2 separate regions of the Bos taurus genome follow, and region 2 is linked to region 1. Evidence: chromatin contacts called from public Hi-C data. All regions are on one chromosome and are shown on one strand. The core of a region is the stretch at or near the end of the contact, and the rest is flanking DNA. Distances in the headings are between cores, read along the strand shown. Region 1 overlaps RAI1 (retinoic acid induced 1). Region 2 holds the start of RAI1 (retinoic acid induced 1).

Evidence for each region. Hi-C and Micro-C count contacts between places; a contact is called where the count stands out from the background.
Region 2: a Hi-C map of liver shows a contact between it and region 1, with 2.7 times the contacts expected there. The contact joins the promoter of RAI1 here to the enhancer-like site in region 1. A contact is called at or near these places in 2 of 11 Hi-C or Micro-C datasets (liver and an unstated tissue).

The regions. Positions count from the first base shown.
Region 1 is chr19:34,692,229-34,699,677 of ARS-UCD2.0, forward strand. All of the region lies in intron 1 of RAI1 (retinoic acid induced 1), which reads right to left. Among named protein-coding and RNA genes, the nearest start is that of TRNAE-CUC, 26 kb to the left of the region's middle. Within about 2 kb of position 3,868, at least 24 of the 102 cell types and tissues checked have an H3K27ac peak or open chromatin away from gene starts, as enhancers often do. A contact at or near this core is called in liver, where this site is marked.
Region 2 is chr19:34,749,947-34,757,395 of ARS-UCD2.0, forward strand. RAI1 (retinoic acid induced 1) reads right to left here and starts at 3,268. Exons shown (of 5, transcript XM_059878340.1): 1 at 2,862-3,268.

The sequences.
Region 1 (7,449 bases), core at 2,618-5,117:
GGGCCAAAAAAATGGGTCCCTGGGCCAGGCACCCCCACACCCAGACTGTGACCCCTCACTTCGACAGCTGTCCCCAAAAGTCACGTCATCTCCCACTTTCAAATGGGGGGTCCTCCCGCCTCCCTCCTCAGGCTCAAAGTCCTGGCAGACCCTTGCTCCAAGAACATGGGAGAGCCCCGCCCTCTCTGGCCCCCATTTCCTGGTTCGGGAATCAGGTGAAATGTGGAGGACCCCCAGCACCGCCCTGCCACCAACACCCCTTGGGGCTGCGAGCACCCTGCTAAAAGCAATGACACAAAAGTCACCACCAGAAGACCATCTTCACCAGGTGGGCACATCACCCCATGAGCAGGCAAGAAGACCGTGGCCTTGGGAGGACCCCCACCCGGCCTGCCGCCCACCTGGGTCACTACCAACCAGGTCTCTGCCAGGCTGGAGCTGGGCACCCCAGAGCCAGGACACAGAGACCCAGCTGCAGGGCTTGAATACCCCCAGAACCCTAGATGGAGGGCTGCTCCCCTGGATCCTGCAGAGCCCCTGCCTGTCCTGCTGGGCACTTGCATCAAGAAGGGCACCTATAGCAACAAGGAGCTCTCTAGGGGGGGTCTGCCCAGTGGGAGGAAGTCCTGCCACGGTGAGGTGGGGTGTTCTTCCAGGTCAGCTCCGCAGGACCCAGGAGCAGCAGCCCCTTCTTCACTCAGCTCTCCAGTCACCAGATACCCACCAAGGGCCCTCTGTGAGCAGGCCCTGTTGGGGACACACTGGGGACACATGGGAGTCTGACCTCGTCCCCACCTGGGGCCCCAGGAGACACACTAAGTATTATCTACACGGTAGTGTGGGGAGCAGGTCTGCGGGGCTCCAGGGGCCGCAATGGCTCAGTCACACCTGAGGGTACAGGGACCAGACACCGAGAAGAAGGTCCAGGGGCCTGGGAGATACCCCCTCTTCTGGTTCAGAGAAACACCTCTGCTGTGGGGGAACCCTGGATGACGGGGACTCAGAGTGCTTCCTGGGGAGGGGGCTTTAAAGGGTCATGGATTCCCAGTGTTTCCAGGATGCTCGCTCCCCAGAGGCAGGTGTCCCTTGAGGGGACTCTGTCCAGCCTGTGGGTGGGAAGGGCATCGCTCCTCTCAGGGCCCGAGGATCTTCAGTGGAGAAAGATCCCTGCATAGGGACCTCTGCTTCAGCGTCTAGCAGCCTCTGTTCTCCGGAGCTTCACTGCTGGGCTCTGCCAGCCGCCCTCCAGCCAGGCTGAGCTGGAGGGCAGGGCAGCAAAGGTGGCCTGCAGGCTTGGCCTTGGCAAACAGGAAATTCCAGCTCACTCTTGAGTGGGCTCGAGTGCTGACTCCCCTGGTCCACTCCAAGCCTGCAACCCTCCTCTCTGCACCAGCTGCCAACACCCAGGCTTCCCAGCCTCCCCGACCCCATTTCAGGCTAGGGCCTGTGGTGGGCTAGGAGCAAAGCTGTGAGGAGCCGAGAGCCCATTTAACTGGCCACTCATCATTCACAATCATGCACACGGTGTGCCCTGCCCCGTGTCTAGGGCTGACAGCCCAGAACTGGGTGCTGCCAGGCTGTGGGGACATGCTGCATAAACAGGTCACCAAACCAGGGTGACAGCACTGTGATGGAAAAGCCCAGGCTGTGTGAGCCCAGAGGCCTCTAGCCAGCCCAGGCCTCCAGGAGGTGGCGTCACTTAGACTGGTCAGCTGCATGATGTGAGGTGCTGTGGGGTGTGGCTTTGTCTACTTCCTCTCCCCGTCCTTGACCTCCTCCCTGTCCTACTGCAAAGCTTCTGTTCATTAAGTCTCCCCAGAGAGGTGGGCCTTCTCCACTTCAAATGATTAGCTCCCTGAGCTTCAGTTTTCCTGACCCATAAAATGGACCCAATGAATCACTCATGTCAACTAAAGAAATATTGACTCATCTTCTCCCCCACTCTCTGAGAGGTCAACTTCATTAACCATCTTCCTACCCCAAGCGAGACCTGTGGGCAGCCCCAGCCACTACACAACACAAGCTCAGGACTCTAGGAGCACCAGGAACCAAGCGTCAGCATGTGAGGGCTGCCAGGTCATTTGTCATGCCTTTAACGATGGAATTTACAAAAGCCAGCTAATCAGTGATAATGGGCATAATTTCTGTCACTTGGTTGTTGCTCCTAACCTGAGTTATCACGAGAGGCAGGAGGGCAAGGATAGGAGTTGGGGGCAGGCCATATGTTACGTATGCACAAGATAAGAGAAGACACTCTAGGTGCCAGGCTGCACAGCTTGTCCAGTGGAATGCAGGCTGGATTTCTGCTGGGCACTCTTGTGCAGTATACAACCTATACAACTGCACACTTTGGCCCTAGGTTCAGGGGAGTGCCAGCATGGAGACCTTTTCCCAAACAGGTCTCCCCAGCCTTTCAGACCACTCAGCCCAGGTGTGAGAACTGCCTGAAATCAAATGCAAATTGTGTGTATCTGTGCATGCACGAGCACATTTTTCTAAGGAAAATAAGAGTATTTTCCAATTCCTATAGTGTGCAGAGGCCCTGTAGTTAAGACCTGGACTGGGCCCAGGGTCTGGGATGAAGTGTGAGACAGAGGTCTCAGTAGAGTCTGGAGACACAAATATTTGACATTCTGTTTCTCAAACACTAAAACCACACAGGCTTGAAAAGGGCAGATTCTGGGTTGCTTCCCTTAAGATCTGTGGTTTAGGGGTGGCCTGAGCCCAGGAATCCGTTGTGGTACAAACTCCAAGGTTTGGATCAAACCAATGCTCCAGAAGCTCTGGTTTAATACTCTGCTACTACTGGCTTTGCAGGGCATGGTACTTTTTCTTTTGGTATTGGTGGGGAACAATGTCTACACCTCATCCAAACCCCAAAAGGTGGATCTGTGTACAGCAATGTGAGCACAGCAGTGTGTGAGCACAGCAGTGTTCACTGCAGTGTGTAGAGCAGTGGCAGTGCCCGGAGCAGAGGCTACAGAGTTCTGTCACCCCCACTCCGGGCAGAGTGAGTGGACCCTAGGCCTCCCAGGGTCTCTGTACCCAAGGTGTCCCCTGAGTAACCCTCACCAGCCCATTTCTGTACCACGCTTGCCTCTTGAGGCAGGGAGGCCCTATGGCTCTCCATGTGGCCAGAACAGGGGACCATTGACGGCAGACACACACCAAACCAGGCTTCTCCAGCCCAGGGTCCAGCCACTCACCCCGCAGTCTGGCCTTGGACATAAACCCTTCTGTGTCTTTGGAGTCAAGGGGCGTCTGTTTCTCCTCTTGAGTCCCAGTGTCCAGCACTTGGCCTGCCAAGGAGGCCTTGGGGGCAGCCAGATGAATGGATTCATTCAAAAGTATAAATTGAGCACCTACTGTGTGCCAGGTCACATGTAGGCCCTGCCTGGATGGCAGCTGGGTATGGGAGGGAGACGCACAATTAAAGGTACAACCGCACCGGAGACATCTAAAGCAGAGCAGACACGTGGTCTGTGTGGAAAGCTTGCCCAGGATGGGTGAGGGGTGGCCAGGAAAAATGACTTAGAATCCTGGAACAGACAGCGCACGTGCAAAGGCCCTGTGGCAGGAAGGGGGCCGGGTCGGCGGAGCGGACCATCAAGTGCACAGACCAGGATAAGGAGTCGGCCCTTTCAATGCCAGACCCCTAGGACGAGAAAAAACGACCAGAGTCAGAGCTGGGCCGAGGCTGCCTTTGTTCGGATCGCGGCCCACGCTCACTACCTCCATCAACACGCCCCCCGCCCCCCCCCAACCTCTGCAGCCTTTCCGGAAGCCACGCCCATCCCAGCCGCGCGCGCGCCAGAGGGGCAGAGCGCCCCGCCCACTTCCGGGCCCGGGATACTCCCGCCCCTCCGCATCATGCCGGCCAATCAGGGGTGGCGACCACATGGGGGCGAGGCCTGTGCGAACACAAAAGGCCAGAAACCCACACAGGCCCGGGCGCTGTAACCATGACTACCGGCGCCCTCACACCGCCCCGCGCGCAGCCGGGGACGCGCCCGCGAGCCCGGGGCCGGTAGGGGTCCCGCCCGCGGCCCGCTCAGCCCTCTGCTGTTGCGGCTGAGTTACAACTTCACGTTTTGCCCAAGGCTGAATTCGCTCATTAATTCAACATTTATTGAGTGCCTACTATGTTCAGAGGCTAAAGATCGCCACTGAACAGGCCAGACTCAAAATCGGGAGAGAGTGCAGAAGGGAGGCAGCCAATGAGCAAAGACATAAGTAAATTACAAGACCAAGTGACTAAGCACCTCTTTGGGGAAAACAGATTGGAGTAAGCGGGGACTGTCAGGCCCCGCAGTCCCACACGGGTGACACTTGAGGGAAGGCTCGGGGGAGGAACAGGCCCTGTGGCGGTGGAGAGAGGGGCAGCCAGCCCGAAGGCCCTGAGCGTCACCAGCCGGCCAGAGAGCAAGGAGGCCCCGCGTGCGTAGCTGAGAACCGGAGGACAGGGACCAGCCGAGAGGTGCCAGCACAGGCCCAGACAGGTGCTTCCTCAGCCAGTGCCCACTCCTTCCCCTCCTTCCTTTCCTGCTGTCCTTCTGTTTCTCCTCCCTCCAGGACCAGAAGACACTCCCTCAGCTCAGGTTGGAAACACCTGGGTCACTGGTCTGGGCAGCAGACCAAGCTCTGGGGTTCTGCCAGCCTTTGCATAAGCTGTTCCCTCTGCCTGGAACGCCCTTCCAGCTCTCACCCGCCTTAGCCCTCAAGGCCTGACCAAATGTCACCTCCTCCAGGAAGCCCAGGAACTATCCCCTATACAGACCCTCTCGGACCCTGACCGACACCCTCCCACGTTCCCGTGGGTCCTCTGTCCTTTCTCTGCATGGGTGGCAGGCAGGGGGTGGCTGCCAAGTGACAGAAAGGCCAGCAAAAGCACTTGAAGTCATAACAGGCAGGGAAGACAGACCTTGAAGCTGATGGCCAATGGTTAGCAGCACGTGTGCACCTTCCCCGATGTGGAAGGGTGGGTTCTGCTCTAGCCTCCATGCACAGGCGCCCCCAAAGGGCCCAGAGCTGGTGACTCAGGAACAAGCAGAAGCCATCCAAACACACACAGCTAAGATGTCCCCTGTACCACCCCCCCACCCCAGGCGAGGACAAACCCTCACAAGATGAGGAAAAGGGGAAGCCAGTACCTATGGCCCAGGCTGCACACAGCTGCCTCCTTAAATGGCCACGTGTCTGGTGTGTCAAGACTCGGGGTGAGAGCGTCAGCCAGATCCTTTGGACAGGCGGCCTTTAGGATGAAGCAGGGCAGGGCAGCACTTGACAATGTGGGTCCTTGAGCCAGCTCTGGCCCTAACAGGTCACATGAGCCTCAGGCTCCTAGTGTGTAAACAGGGTCAATAGTAACACTGTGAAAACTGCACTGATGAAGTCAACAAACCCTGTGTCCTCTTCCTGGAGCCATAGCTGGACTGCATCTCCTGGCCTCTCCTGCAATGAGGGATGGGCATAGGACTGAGTTCCAGCCAATGGCACGTGAGCGCTGGAGAGGTGCCCCATCCAGATGGGGGACCAAGCCCAGGCCACAGGGAAAGGCGGGGCCACGTCACCACCTGCTGACCAGAAACTCTTGGACTCCTGGAAATGTTTGGGCTTGTATGTTACTACAACCAGTCTCACGCTAACTAGCTTGGGGATCCACTCACCCATTTCCTCTTCAATACATATCATGAGGGTATTGGGGACACCACTGTGGAGCTCCCTAGTCAACAAAGGCTGTGCTCAGCAAGTGCTTAGAGCAGGGAGCTGGGGACAGAAAGACTTCCCTGAGATGGGGTCTCAAGGAGAGGGGAGCAAAAGGGAGAGGCTGCAGGGGTGGGAGCCCTTCCGCCTGAGGAACACGATCCACTTCCAGGAACCCAGGTGGGGAAGGAAGCGGCCAAAGTGGTTTGACTCCCATCATCTCCCAGTTCTGAGCCTCAGTTTTCTCATCTCTAAAATGGACATGGTGCTAATAACATGGTCTTACAGGGAATCTCTGGATTTCAGGGGAGAGAAAGCCACTTGCAATGTCCCTGGATGCCCTTTCATCCCGACATCACCCAGAGAGGGAGGAAGGTCTCTGCCTGCGGCTGCACGGTGCAGGGACATGGCTCAGGAGGTAGGCAGAGCTGGTCAAGGGGGCAGGGCTGCTGCTATTAAGGCTCCTGCCACACAGGCTAAACTTCAAGGAGCGTCTCCAGCCACTAGTGCTATCAGGCAGCAGCGGAAGTGCTGGCTCTCTAGGGAGGCGGGTGAGACCGTCCCTGGAGGCAGCTCAGGGAGCTGGTGCTGAGAGCGGGAACTCTGCTGACGGGCAGATGCTGGCAGCCATTCAGCCTCCTTCTGGACAGGGGATGGGCAGCAGAGTCTAGGGAGAGGTCTGGGAGGTCCCGGGGGGCTGATGTCTCGGGCATGTCCTCGCTGCCCCATGCCAGCCTGGCTGCTGTCTCCTGAGATCAGGGGCAGGAAGGACACGGCAGGTCTGGGAGGTGTGCTTGCTGCCAGGCAGGCGGGGAGGTCCGCCCAGAGCCTCCCACCCTCACATACCTGCTGGGCTCCCCAGCTCTCTGCTGCCAGCACCCAGGCTCCCAGGACCCCAGCCTGCCTCTGTGCCACAGCTGCTCCTCAGCCATGCTTCTGCACTCACTGTTTCTTCTGCCAGGCATGCCAGGCTTACCTCCCATCCCTTTCCACCTTTCCTATCATCTTTCTAAGAGCCACTCGGAGTTCTAAACCTGGCTGAGCGAGCTGGCCGAGCAACTTCCCCTCTAAGCCATGGCTTACTCACTGAGAACATGTGGACGCTATTTCTTACCTCACAGGGTTGTTGGTGTTGGTGCAAATTAAACACGACAACGTATGTGAAAAGCACCTGACAGCAAACAGCACCAAGTACTGGGTTGGCCAGAAAGTTCATTCTGTTTCCCTGGGCAACCCCGAATAAGCTTTTTGGCCATCGCAATTGTCATTTTAAAAGTTCCCCACCCCCTGCAAAAAAAAAAAAAACAACCAACTTCTTGCAGCAGCACCTCTTCCAGGAAGCCTTCCCCGATCACACCTCCACCTCTTCCAGGAAGCCTTCCCGGATCACACCTCCTGTATTGGTTTAAGCCTTTTTGCTGGTCCCTCACTCCTAGGGTATCCCCTGGCCTGACACCCCACGGGATGACAATGATTTGTCTGGCTTCTGCCCCAGCCCCAGTAGGCTGTGTCTTCCCTGGCGGGTGCCAGGCCCCTCAGTCAGTGTCAGACAAAGAAGTTGAAAGAAGCGTTGAATGGCACAGGCCCAACAGCAGCCTCCTCTGTCTTGCCCTGGAAGGTGAGAGGACAGGCCTCTCAAGTGCCCCAGGACTCCAGGATTCTCAGCCTCCACGCTCGGACCAGGCTGCCAGGCAGTCCCCTGCCCAGAGCAGTCCTGACCTCGGCCCAGGCCCTCACTCACCCCTC
Region 2 (7,449 bases), core at 2,018-4,517, 57 kb after region 1:
ACTAGAGTGGGGTGCCATTGCCTTGTCCAGTATTAAGCACAGGACTTCAAAATAGTGGGCCCTGGGAAATACCTGGTGGGCCCGCGAGCCCAGGTGCCTCTCCCACGGGAACACTGCCAACCTGCAGGGCTCCACCTGGTCCTGCCTGCTGAACCACATGTTGGGGGCGGGGGGCGGGGAGAGACATCCACGCACAGCCACATGTGACTATTAAAGCATGAGGTACAAACACAGATGGCCATGGAAAGGCAGTAGTGACAATAACGGTGTCAAGGCCAGCTGGCGTTTATTGGGAGAGACACTGTTCTCAGATTCATGGGTTGCGTGGACTCATTAAAGCTTCACCACAATCCAGTGAGGCTGGAACTGTTATTAGCTTCTTTGTACAGATGGGGACACTGAGGTACAGAGATAAATAACCCATTCAATATGTGGTAAAGCCAGGAATCACCCAACACCTTCCCCTGGAGCTCCCCCTGCCATGACCCCCGCATGACCCCAGGAAGGGAAAGGGGAGCTGAGAAGAGCACGAGGCGAGGCGTGGTCCAGATAGGGGTAAGAGGAAGCTCTGTGTTTGTGTGTGTCAGACGTGTACGCACAAGTGAACAGCAAACCACATTCAAAGTGCTAACTGGGGTTACTGGGGGCACTTCTACCCTATATACCTCTGGGTTATTTGCATTTTTCACAATGAGAACAAATCCATGTGTCACCTGAGTAATTCAAAAAGAGAGACACTGTCAGGGCCTCAATTCATGTTTGTTGAATGACTAGAAAGCAGACTCATTTTCTAGGCCTGTTTTTTCAAACTCTGGGTATGACCCATTAGCGGATCGTGACATCAATTCAGGGGTCACAGAATGCAATTTAAAAAAAAAATCAAATAGACTAGAACAGAAAATATCAGACCAGGGCACAAAACAGAGGAAAGAGCTATTTCACTCAACTTTCGTTTCAGTTACACACAGTGGGCATGAATGAAGCTGGGACCTGAAATGTGTTTCTTACTGCAGGTCACAGGTGAGGTCCTGGAACCCGCAGTCCAGACCCAAGAGCCTGAGGAATCAGCCCGGGCCCTGCTGCACAGGCCTCCTGGTCCAAAGTGGCAGAATGGGTGACCTCCCTGTGTTTAGGAAGCTGCCGGGGTGCCTGGCTGTTGGAAAGGTCACACTCAGCCCGCTCTGGATCACCCGCAGACACACAATCCTGGAACCAAGGCTTCTGAGTGTGAGGGTCTTCCCCAAACCACAATGTCTGTGTCCACTCCCTCTGGGTCACCCAAAAGGCCACTGCTCCTAAAGACTCGCTCCCGGATGCTCCTGTGGGGGGGCGGGGTGGGAAACTAAAAGATTCCTTGCCAGTTTCCAGATGCGAGGCCACGTCCCAGGGAAGCCTCTGGAAACGCAGCCGTGTGGTCAGTCGGGAGGGGCCTCCACTGAGTCTGCAGCGAGGGCCGCTCCCACCCAGGGTGGGCCTGACCCCTGGCAGAGTCGGTCTGCATGGAGGATCTGGTGCGGGCAGAGAAGCAGAGCCCCCAGCCCGAGGCTCCCAGGGCGCTGGCGCCTCCACATCAGAGCTCGCCTAACTCACCCCGCCTCCCTTCCCAGGGCAGCAGACAACTAAAAAAAGATAAAATAAAAAGAAGTAATTCCCCTGCTTTGACGTCAGCTCGAGGTCTTAACAGCCCAGCAGCGGCATGAAACTGGATTGCAACCAGATGTAATGCCCTTGAATCCTCCACACGCCACTGCGTTGGAAGACAAATGGCAGGGGGTTGAGCGGGTGGAGGGAACCGTGCGGGTCCCGCGTGGGTCCCGGATGAGAGCCTGCGGAAACCCTGGGAAGCCCAGGCCCGGGTCGCCATTCAGGCGTGCTGCCTCCCCTCCCCCAGCCCCCCAGAAGCGCATTGTTACTCCGGATGGCGTCTTCATTCAGGGCCAGAGTCCCAGCGCCGCCCCTGTCGGGGGCTCCCCGGATCAGGCACGACTCGGGCCGCGCTCCGGCTCCGGGTGTGGATTTGAGGACGACCCAGAGCCCAGGAGGGGAAATCGCTCGCTGGGAAAACGGGCGCCCCAGGAAGCTAGGGCCGCCACGGCCTCGGGCCTGCGTGGTGTTTCGCTTCCCCTCCGCCCCTCCTGGGCGGCCCCCGGCAACCAAAGCTCCAAAGTCACCCCCGCGTCCTGCCACCCCCTCGCCCCCGCCGCATTTGGCGACGCCGCCTTGCGCCCGGCCCTCGCGTCCTCCTCTGGGTCTCCTGTCTCCCAGGCGCCGGCCCAACGACCTGGCCGGTGGTGCGCCGCCGTCCGTCCAGGGACTCGCGTGGCCGGAGCCCCCACCGTGACGTCACCCCGAAAGGCCCCTGCGCCCCAGGCCTGGCCGAGACGGAGCTCCCCGGCCTCCCGGGCCGCTTCCTGCCCGGTGGCGCGGCCTGCGCACAGGCCCGGGCGCCCCTGCCCGCGTCGGAGCACGGATCGGGGCTCCGCCGAGGGCCTCACACGCCGCCCCTCCCCATCACGGCCCTCGCTGCCCCGGCTCCCACGCCAGGGCCCCGATAGGCCCAGAGGCCCCCAGAGAAGTCGGCTCCCCGCCCCCCACCCGGACGCCCTCACAAAGCTCGCCTCCGGTCCCGGCGCGTCGCGAATGCCCCGGTCCCTACCCCCCGCTCGGGGTACCCCCGGGGACAAGCACGCGCACAGTCCTCGCGCCCCCGCCTCGCACCAGCCCCGGCCCTCGTCCCACGGCGCGGGGCGCCCCCACCCCGCCGCAGCTCCTCCGACTGCCATCCGGTGACCTCGCGCCCCCCGCACACAAAGCGACTTCCCCGCGGCCCCCGCGCCCCCGCCCCGGCCCTCGGTGCTCACCTCGGCGCGCGCTCACTCGGGGGCCCGGGGTCTGGCGCTGCGACTTCGCGGCCCGGAGGTCCGGGAGGCCATAGGGGTCGGGGCGCGGCGGCCCGGCCGGCCCGCGGCCAGGCAGGAAGGAGGGTGGGCCGCGGCGCCCCCTCCTCGCGCCGGCGCTCGGGCGGCGGACTGGGCGGCCTGCTCGGCGCGCTCTCGCCCGGCCGCGCCTCGCTCCGCGCCTCGCCTTCCGAGCGCAGCCTCGGGCGGGGGCGGCGCCCGGGGCGCAGGGACCAGGCCCTGGCCGCGCACCTCCGGGCCTGCTGGCGTCGCAGGGCCGCGGGGAAATGCGGTCCCCTCCGCGCAGGAAGAGCGGGCGGCGGGCGCTGCGCGGGGGGAGAAGGCGGCGAGAGCGCGAGGAGAAAAGTTCCCGGCCGCCTGGCCGCGCTCGCTCGCCGCCCGGGCGCCAGGTGGGCCGTGCGCCCCGACAGCGCCCCCTGGCGGCCCGCGCCCGCTGAGGGCCTGGGGCGGGGGTTTGGACGGGGGGACCCCAGGGGGCCACAAGGACGCGGGGGCCGGGGCCGGAACCTCGGACGGAGGACGTGGACTGGCACTGGCGCTCGAGTGCTCCGAGCTCCAGCCGAGTCCCGGGGCCAGGCCCCCGCCTTCACCCACCACGTCTCTCCCTGTGACCTCGCCTTCCCCGTCTGGGAAACGTTCCGACCTCTAAGCTAGGACGCCACCGCGCAGAGCTCTCTTCACTCACTGGCACCTCGGTGGGTTCAGAGTGAGCAGAGACAAGTGGTCCCTGCCGTCCTGGGGCTGGCGGCCTGGTGGGCAGAGACAGAGCACATGTGAGAAAGACCATTCCCGGGAGCAGTGAGGGCTACTCGGTGAAGTGAGAGGCAGGGGTTGCTTAGCTGGCTGTGAGCGGAAGGAGCCCGCCATGTGGAGCCTCAGGAGCAAGTGCAAAGGCCCTGAGACAGGTGGGACGGGGTTGGGGGGGGAGGCGGACAGGCGGTGGGCAGCAGAAGTCAGAGCCTTGGGGAGGACCAGGGTCTTCAGGGCTACCTGAGCCTAGTGGGGAATTCGGATACAATCCTGGTGCCATTGGCAGAGCCAGGGCAGAGGGATGTTGAATGAATGGGTGAGTGAACCTATTGTGACCCTACAGACCCCCTGGCAGTCCCCACCCCAGGTCTCCACTCACCCAGGTCAGGCAGAAGGTCTCCAGCCCCCATCCAGCCTCTGGGGTCTGTTAGTCCTGTGGGTGAAGGAGGGTCATCAAGGCCTCAGGTTCCCAGGGGACTCGGCCTCCTCACCTGTAGGTAAGAGCACATGGTGGGGAGGGTGCCCTTATGCTGTGGACTGTTCCCCTGTCTGCATGTCCTGTCATCTGATCCTGGCAGCCCCCTGGGGGGCAGACCCATCCCTTTTGTTTACAGGAAGCTGAGGCACACAGCAGTGAGGTCTTCTGTCCAGGGTCTCAAGCTAAGTTCCAGGCAAGACCTGCACCAGAGCCCTTCCCACCAGCTCAGCCACCCACTGCCCAGGGCGAGGGTAGGAGCCGGACAGAATCAGGATCAGACGATGGACACTGCAGTTTTCAGCACAGATTCTGGGGGAGACAGACCCAATTTCTAAGTCTGGTTGCTCTGCGCCCAGCTGGGAGGGTTTGGAAAAAAACAAATTTGCTGAGTGAGTTTCCTCATCTGTAAAATGGAGGCAATAGTAGTACCTACTTCCTGGGGTTTCTGAGGGCTAAAGGAGGTAGGTGTGTGGAGCATCAAGCCTGGAGCCTGGAGGCTGTGAATTCTGTTAGAAGTGCTTTCTGTCACAAGCTGGGGGTGGGGGGGGGAGGTGTGGGGACGGGGCTTCTGTACGTCCAGGGGCTCCTAGCCCCTGCCCTCCCTGCCCTCACCTGCCCAGGGAGAACCCAGGGAAGGCCTGGCAGTAGGGACCTTGGAGGAAGGTGAGAAGAGGGGTGTCCCGGGGGAGGAGGGGATGGGGCAGTCTGGGCACTAACTGCTGCCATTCTGAGAGCAACCGTCGTGCTCCAGGTGCCTTCTGTGGCTGTTTCCTTGGGCTGCTGTGACAAATGACCACACATGTAGTGGCTTAAGACAACCCTGGTTTATTCTTTACAGCTCTGGAGGGCAGATGTCCAGAATCAGCATCAGCGGGCTGAAAGCAAGGTGTCAGAAGGGATGCACCCTGGAGGTTCCAGGTGGAACATCCCTTGCCTCTTCTTTTTTGTTTAAATTAATTAATGTATTTTAATTGGAGGCTAATTACTTGACAATATTGTAGTGGTTTTTGCCATACATTGACATGAATCAGCCATGGGTGTACATGTGTTCCCCACCCTGAACCCCCCCCCACCTCCCTCCCCATCTCGTCACTCAGGGTCATCCCAGTGCACAAGCCCTGAGTACCCTGTCTCATGCATCGAACCTGGACTGGCGATATATTTCACATATGATAATATGCATGTTTCAGTGCTATTCTCCCTTGCCTGTTCTGGCTTCTGGAGGCCACCTGCTTGTCCTGCCCCCTCGGTGCCTGCCCTCCAGGAGCCAGAACACACAGGAAGTCATTGCTCCTGTTGCCACGTCTCCTACTTCCTCTCCTGACCTTCTTGTCTCTTCTTACTCGAACTTGTGATTCCAGTGGGCCGTCTGGAAAGTCCAGGAGACTCTTCCATCCTGGATTTAACACATCCTTAATTTAATCACATCTACAAGGACCCTCCAGGGCTTCCCTGGTGGCTCAGTGGGTAAAGAATCTGCCTGCAATGCAGGAGACACAGAAAATGCAGGTTCAATCCCTGGGTCAGGAAGATCCCCTGGAGGAGGGCATGGCCAGCCACTCCAGTATTCTTGCCTGGAGAATCCCACAGACAGAGGAGCCTGGCAGCCTATAGTCCCTGGGGTCCCAAAGAGTCAGACACGAGTGAAGTGGCTTAGCATACACGCATAAGGACCCTCCACCCCAACACCCTTTTTGCCACATAAGTTCCAGGTATTGGGACCCGGATATCTTTGTGAGCCAGTGGTCAGCCTCACACTCCATGCATCCTCTCAATGCTTCCTCATGACAACTCATTTTACAGGTCAAAGAATTGCTCAGAGAGGTAAATCCCTCATCCAAGGTCAATAGCAGGTGAGTTTGTTCACCTCTCCCATGGATGTTAATTGAGTGCCCACTGTGGGTCAGACACTAGGTTAGGTTCTGGGTTGCCATGTAAAAGCCACCTGTGAAACATGCGCTCTGGAGCCCAGTTACGAAGTGTCATGAGCTGAGGAATTCAGCGAAGGCTTAATTGAGGAATTCAGGGAAGGCTTCCTGGAGGACATGACCGGCCAGCTGAGATCTGGAGAGTGTTCCTTAGGTCTCTTCAGAAGGCTGGGTAGCCTAATTTAGAGAGGGGAGGCTTCTGAGCAGGGGAGGGCTCAGACTGCTGTGGGCACCATTAGGGGTCAGTCAGCAGAGCCAGCCCCTGGGGAGATTTCTGCTGAGAAGCTGCTCATCATCCTTCATGGGATGCAGGTGGGAGGTACGACAGGTGTGGACCCAACACAGACACACAGTAAAGACAGTGTTAGTACTAAGGTATTGAACTTGCAGCTCCAAGGTGGGATCCAGGCTGCCAGCTTGTTTTAATTGGAAGGTAGAGCAGTGTCTAAAGATTTGGAATTGAAATAACTTTAATGAGTCTAACCACCACCCACACCCACATTTAAATCACGAACTGCCCCCCAAGGCACTGGATTTGAGAAACAGTCCCCTCTCCCCAGGGGTCTTAAGACTCAGTTCTGCAGTTCTGCTTTGGCCTCCAATTTCCCCTAGGTTTTCTCTTTGGTCAGAAGCAGTGACTCGTCTCGGTGGGGAGAGAGGTACCCAAGGGCTGGGAGACAGGGAAGGGGGATCCACCTCCAGAGGCCCAGACCCCGAGGGGCTGTCCTGTCAGTGGCCTACCTCCACTTCCATCTCGGCCAGTCGGGTCATCCGTGGTTCAGGAGACCGAGCACAGGGAGGGGCAGCACCTGGCACGGGGCATGCAGAGCCGAGCGCCTGCAGGTGTGTCCAAGGGCCCCACCTGAGCTCAGTGCACAGCTAGCCACCTCCCTGGGGAGGACACGCTCCAGGGCTGCGGCGTGCCTACACTGGCATCGTCTCCACCTGTGCGGGGCGTGCCGCGGGCCGCCCTCGGTGAGGACGGAGCCGGCGTCTACGTGCCAGGCCCTGCGCACTGGGGTCTGCGAGGTCGAGGCTCACCTCCGTTTTGTAGAGGAGAAAACAGAGGCCTGGAGAGAGCAGGAAACCCTCAGTCACAGAGGAGCAAGGTGGAAGGCAGACGGGACTAGCCCAGCGCTGCCCTGCACCCACAACACAGCCTCCCTGAGCCCCTCATTTCTCCAAGGGGCGTGGCCTTGGGCAACTTCGCTCTGGAGCTCCTCCCCACCAGGTGAGTCAGGCCCATGAGGCTCCACCACCCCCATGAGGAAGGCGGGAGGGAGTGAGGCACCCCTCTGTCTGGGGGCTTTGATGGCGAGCAGGGCAGGAGAGACCCTCGGGCCTCCCACCTCCAGCAGAGAGGTGAGGAGGAGGT